Linked DNA regions of Sus scrofa: region 2 is linked to region 1. A link is a contact called in public HiChIP or PLAC-seq data. All regions are on one chromosome and are shown on one strand. Each heading gives the region's core, a stretch centred on a gene start, on an enhancer-like site or on the middle of the called end of the contact. The rest is flanking DNA. Distances are from core to core; before and after follow the strand shown. Region 1 overlaps ANKRD55 (ankyrin repeat domain-containing protein 55). Region 2 has its middle 77 kb from the start of MAP3K1.

The links. HiChIP or PLAC-seq counts read pairs in DNA pulled down with a chosen protein or histone mark.
Region 2: an H3K27ac HiChIP or PLAC-seq map of alveolar macrophages shows a contact between it and region 1. The contact joins two enhancer-like sites. A contact is called at or near these places in 2 of 2 datasets of contacts at active chromatin or transcription factors (alveolar macrophages and skeletal muscle).

Annotation. Positions count from the first base shown.
Region 1 is chr16:35,579,533-35,582,232 of Sscrofa11.1, forward strand. The region is part of intron 2 of ANKRD55 (ankyrin repeat domain-containing protein 55); the gene reads right to left. Among named protein-coding and RNA genes, the nearest start is that of ANKRD55, 79 kb to the right of the region's middle. Within about 2 kb of position 1,254, at least 2 of the 83 cell types and tissues checked have an H3K27ac peak or open chromatin away from gene starts, as enhancers often do. A contact at or near this core is called in alveolar macrophages and skeletal muscle, where this site is marked.
Region 2 is chr16:35,794,399-35,797,098 of Sscrofa11.1, forward strand. No RefSeq gene overlaps it. Among named protein-coding and RNA genes, the nearest start is that of MAP3K1, 77 kb to the right of the region's middle. Within about 2 kb of position 1,398, at least 34 of the 83 cell types and tissues checked have an H3K27ac peak or open chromatin away from gene starts, as enhancers often do. A contact at or near this core is called in alveolar macrophages and skeletal muscle, where this site is marked.

The DNA of each region.
Region 1 (2,700 bases), core at 4-2,503:
TTGCCTGCCTTTACAGGCTAATCTCACATCACTCTGCCACATGCATCTTCCATCACAAACATACCCATTGACTTGCTCCAGCCAGAAGACATCATGCTCTTCAATTACTCAGTATCTATGTCCTTCTTCAACTTGTCAGCCTGAACCACTGCTTATCTTTCAAGCAGCATGTAATAAAGAAAAGAGCTCAAAATTTATATCCAGATTGATCAGGGTTATACTCCAGGTCATTTAAATTCTCTGCGCATTGGCTGTTTCACCACTTCCAGAGATACACACCCACTTTTGGTGCCCATTGTGAAAATAAATGCAGAAATATAAGTGAGTATCTGGCATGAATACAGCAGGCTTCTGTTGGAGTGAGCCCTCTGGACTCATATGCCCATGTAACCGAGCTCTTCTCCATAGCTAACTCCAGCGGTGCTTGCCAACTCTGTATACCTGAGTTTGCCCTCGTTCTTTGCTCTAACCCCTGCCTGGTTCCTGTCAATAATTCTTTATGCCAAGGGAGATCCTGCTCTCTAAATCCTCAGCCACTGGCTGATGTCCTGCTTCAAATCCAGGAGATCCTTGAAATCACAATGTTGCCATTTGGCCACTGACCAGACCAGCAGAAGTTACTGCTTCTTGGAGGCTGATGTTAACACCACAGAATTGATTTTATTGAATCCTTTGGCTATAATTTTGGTTTAATTCACCTAAAAAGTTGTCTTAGCTTCTAAACCCAAATTCTGCCTATTTTTACCTTTTTTTCCATTTCCTCACCAACCAGGAAAGAATGATAAACTCCATGGTTTATGACTGATACCTTAGGTATAAGTTATCAGCCAAGTCACAATACCTTAAGACAGAAAGGGCACAATAAGAGTTAACTGGATGTGTGGTCAGTCAATGCATAACCTTAATAACATTGGTCAAGACACAAGATAGAGAGCAAGAAAGAACTTTTTTCTTCACCCCTCCAACTTCTCCGTGGGCTATGGCTATGTGGCCTTTAGCTGTAGCAATGTTTATCCTAATTTTAGTTTGTTCTAGTCAGCTCAATTTGTTGTTATAGTTCATTCAAAGAAGCGTCCAGTCACTGAAAGAGAAAAGAATAATATTCTGCTGCCTGGAACGCCCACGGTAAAGACAGCCTCCTGGTTTCTCTGCCAGGGAGCTCTGCTGTGACATGGTACCAATGCTAGATGTGGGAGAGAGGTGAGGCAGCTGCATTTTGTGGTGCCTGTCATTCTTATTCGACAACTGTTTGGGTTTTAGAAACTCTTGGCATTGGATTCTATTAGTTCACCCACTCCATCTTAGTAACTACCACTTGCCCTCCCTATAAAAGGTCATGCCAACTCTGAGATGAGGCAAGGACACATTTGGCAGCCCTGCCTGGCTTCTGCTCTGGCATCTGAAGCAACTTCTCTTGTATCTGGTCAGATATGCAACTTCTTGTGGCCTCAGAATGAATACATATGGGTGGGTTCAGATGTCAGAATATGCTTCCCCAGAAGGGAAGGGATAAAAACTCCCTTCTGCTTTTAATAAGTATATTGAGTGCTAAGATGATCCTTAGTCGTGCTGTGAGAGTCGGTGGTGTGTACTAGACAGTGTGAACACACCTCTTTTGGCATTTGCTAATGTACCTCCATTTCAAAGAAATTCCCTTCAGCCCTTTTATTTCACCATCACGTATGGCCCTGAGCTAACCCAGCACGTGAAATTCCTATGAGTAGGGTGAAAAGCCCACTTTGTTCTCAAAGCATAACAAAGATCAGGGAAGAAGGGTACAAAGGTGCACTGGGGCATCAAATATCCCCATAAATGATTCTTCCTATGTTTTGCCTCTGTCTCAAATTTGAGAATTACCTATACTACTTGTTTAACTTCTTCTAAAATATAGTAATCACCAAGCAACTTGAGAAATGGCTGTGTGCCAGTGTTTCTCATGCATAGAGTCACCCTATAAGCAGTCATTATTGCCCTGACCTTACAGATATGGACACCAAAGTCCAGAGCAAAGTAAGAGACAGGACTCAAAGCCAAGTCTCTTGGCTTTGAACCCCAAGCCTTGTACACTGTACAGTTTTCTTGACCACTACACTTTCAATTTTATGCTGCAAACCTCTGGCACAACAGAGATTCAGCCCTGTATATAGTCACTCCATTATAATGAGTGTCATTCCAAACAGAATGGGCAAGTACAAAATCTCTACTGTAATCTTTTCTTTTTTTCAAAGTACACTTGTCTTGGGAGAAGATATGAGAGAGAGAATGGAAGTGTTCATATGGAATTATAGGGATATGACAGACTGAGTCAAAGACACTCCAAATCTTTTGGATTTATTATTTTAGATTATTACTAAATTTGCTAGTATCTCAAAACATGCTTAATGTTAATCCCCGAAAACCTGCATTCAGGAACATGGCTCAGAATGCACTTAATGGAATGAAGTTTTAACCCATCATTAAAAATTCTCCATTTCCTGGAGTTCCTGTCGTGGTGCAGTGATTAACAAATCCGACTAGGAACCATGAGGTTGAGGGTTCGGTCCCTGGCCTTGCTCAGTGGGTTAAGGATCCGGCATTGCCGTGAGCTGTGGTGTACGTAGAAGATGTGGCTCAGATCCTGCGTTGCTGTGGCTCTGGCGTAGGCCGGTGGCTACAGCTCCGATTCGACCCCTAGCCTGGGAACCTCCATATGCCGCAGGA
Region 2 (2,700 bases), core at 148-2,647, 220 kb after region 1:
AAATGCTCTGGAAAAAAAAGTTAAGGGAGGCTTTCTTTTTAACTCCATTATGTAGCTTTTTAGCTCACTGTCACTACAGCCACTTAGCAGATAATGCTGCCTGCTGCTCAAACCCATTATGTAAAATATATTTAAAGACACCTTCTCCAGTACTGGAAACCCACTACTGTGACCTAGACTAGGGGCTTTTTCCTTGTCAGTTATCCATTTGCAAAGTGCCTAGAATTAATTCTCCAAATGCCACCCCTCCCCCTCAATCCCAAAATGTTCTGTTCGTTTTGCTCTTTGCAAAACAAAATAAAACCAATGGCACAAGGAGAATATTCATGGGGTGTGGGTTCATGGTTTCTAGAGGGTTGTGAAGGTCAAACCAGATGCAGATGCATGTGGATAACCTTGGGGGTGGTGGGGAGACCCGCCTGATTCTTCAGTTTACAACTTGCCAGGATAATCCTCTTCAAGCATAAGATTGTCACCCTTTTAAAGCCCTGAGAGGGACCCTGCTGAAGACCACGTGGGCAGAGGCAGCTGGGCTGCAGGGCAGCATTCTTGGGCCCCAGCTCTGCCTTCAGCCAAGTGGGCGGCCCCATATTTTTATGGGAGGACTAAATACTTCTTTAAAAATTAAAAAAAAAAAAAAGAAAGTTGGGTTTTATGGACATAAAAGACAACTCGTGCAAGGTTGTTATTATTCGTGGGCCAGCAGAGTTGGGTGGGTGGTCATGAAATCAGGAAAAACAGAAGTGACTTGAGAAATAGAGGGCATGAAACTAAACACCCATGAAATTAGAAATGCTGCTTTGACATAATGTGTTTTCCTTTCCACAGGTCAGGGTCCTCAGCATTACAGAGCACTCCAAAAACTTGCAGTTTTTGTTGTAGTCCGTGTAAATTAAGCTAATCTTAGATTACAGAGGCATCAGTTCTTTCTTTCCCAAATGGGATTGTGCTTAATCAATTCCATGTTACTCCAATGCAAATCATCCTTGCTTACTTTTTGGTCGTTCTGGGGCTGTTTCCCCAACCTGGATTCTCTCACTCATCACAGAAGTCAAGCCCCTGTTACTGGAGATGATCTCTGAGATGCCCCTGTTAGAGAAAGGAATGTGCAAATTAGGAGACTACAAATCAGTTTGAAAACTCAATGACTCCTTCCCATAAATCTATGTCCTTAATATTAAAAATCATTTGGAGGTGCTGAAAAGAAAGAGAACTGATCTCTAACAGAAAACAGCAGCCCTACTCTCTTTGGGGGCACAGACTAGTAGTCGAGAGGGGTAAGGCAGATCTAAATCCACGTTCTGCTACCAAAAATAGAAAAGAGGAAACCTTTGAAGCCAAAGAAGGCCTAAGAATATCCGTCAGCAAAGAGCTAGAGCGACATGGACAGGAAGCAATGCTCAAGTGGCAGTTTTGTGCTGCCTTTTTTTTTTTTTTTTTTTTTTTTTCCTCTTCGTAGCTTTCACAATCATCCTGTTAAAAAGATAGCTTTCAAAGACTTCCCTTCAACACAGATGCGGGCCCTCACAGTCAGCCTTTCTGCAGCAGCTCAGGGGTCTGGCGCTCCCCCGCGCTTCCAGGCAGCCCTTGGCTTTGGTGTTCTTCCCCCTGCCACGGATCACTTCAATCTGTTTAAGGCTGAACAGCCAACTCTTCATAGACCACGTTCCACCGAGAGCCCTCAGTAGGAAATGGTTGGCTGAGCAAACATTTGTTTCCTGTTTTGCTCTTGATAATTTTACATTTCAGCTCAACCTAGCTTTCCCCTTTTATAGTTATGAAAATCAACACATTGAGCCAGTGAAGTTTGTTTTCCCTCATGCATTTTGAATGATGCTATTAAGAATACATGTGAATAGATCTTATAAAAGATATTGGAGTTAGAAGTGGTTCCTTGGAAACAAGAAGGTGAGGGAGCTTCGGAATGGCCTGTGGACAGCTGGAGAGGCATAGATGTTAAGAGGGTGACCAGACAGAGAAAAATAGGGTATGGGGGAGAACACAGATAAGAAAAGACATTGAGAGGCCAGTAGAGCCTCTGTTAGCCATGCAACTTTATACAAATTAGGAAGAAGTACCCCTTTTTCTGAATACACACAAACTTGAGAGGGCACATGGTTAGATATCAGGCCTTCACTCTTCCTTTTGGCGAGGTGCCATTCTGCAAGGCAGAGCCCCACATACTATATGCGGGGCTTGGGAAAAATGTGTGCAAGAGACTGAAAGTTCCAAATGGGGAAATTTAGCAGAACCGGCCAAGAAAAAAAAAAAAAAAAAAAAAAAAAACAAGAGTCACGGATGTTTCTGGTAGCATACAGGAAATCCTGTTTTGAATCATAGATCTTTGCTAACTGAGGGTTGGCAAAACTGATTTCTCCAAACTAGCTTTATCAAAACATCCCAGTGGAGTGTATCATCCTTTATCGTGTTTCATATGATACATGTATTGTTCATTTTTATGGGAGCTTTGTGTTCAGCACATTGAGTGGATAACTTGTAGGCTTTATATAATTTATGTCTGTCAGGAATGACAATCCCTGACTAGGCACAAATGGCTGTGACTAGTTATAATCTGAGCCCGAATCTGAAAACATTTGAACTTCAGAGGATGCACAGTTGGGGATTCTTAACTGCCTTTCTAACTCTTGAATATTTTATTGAAATAACTCATTAAAATTCAGTTAAACGAAAAAATATAAT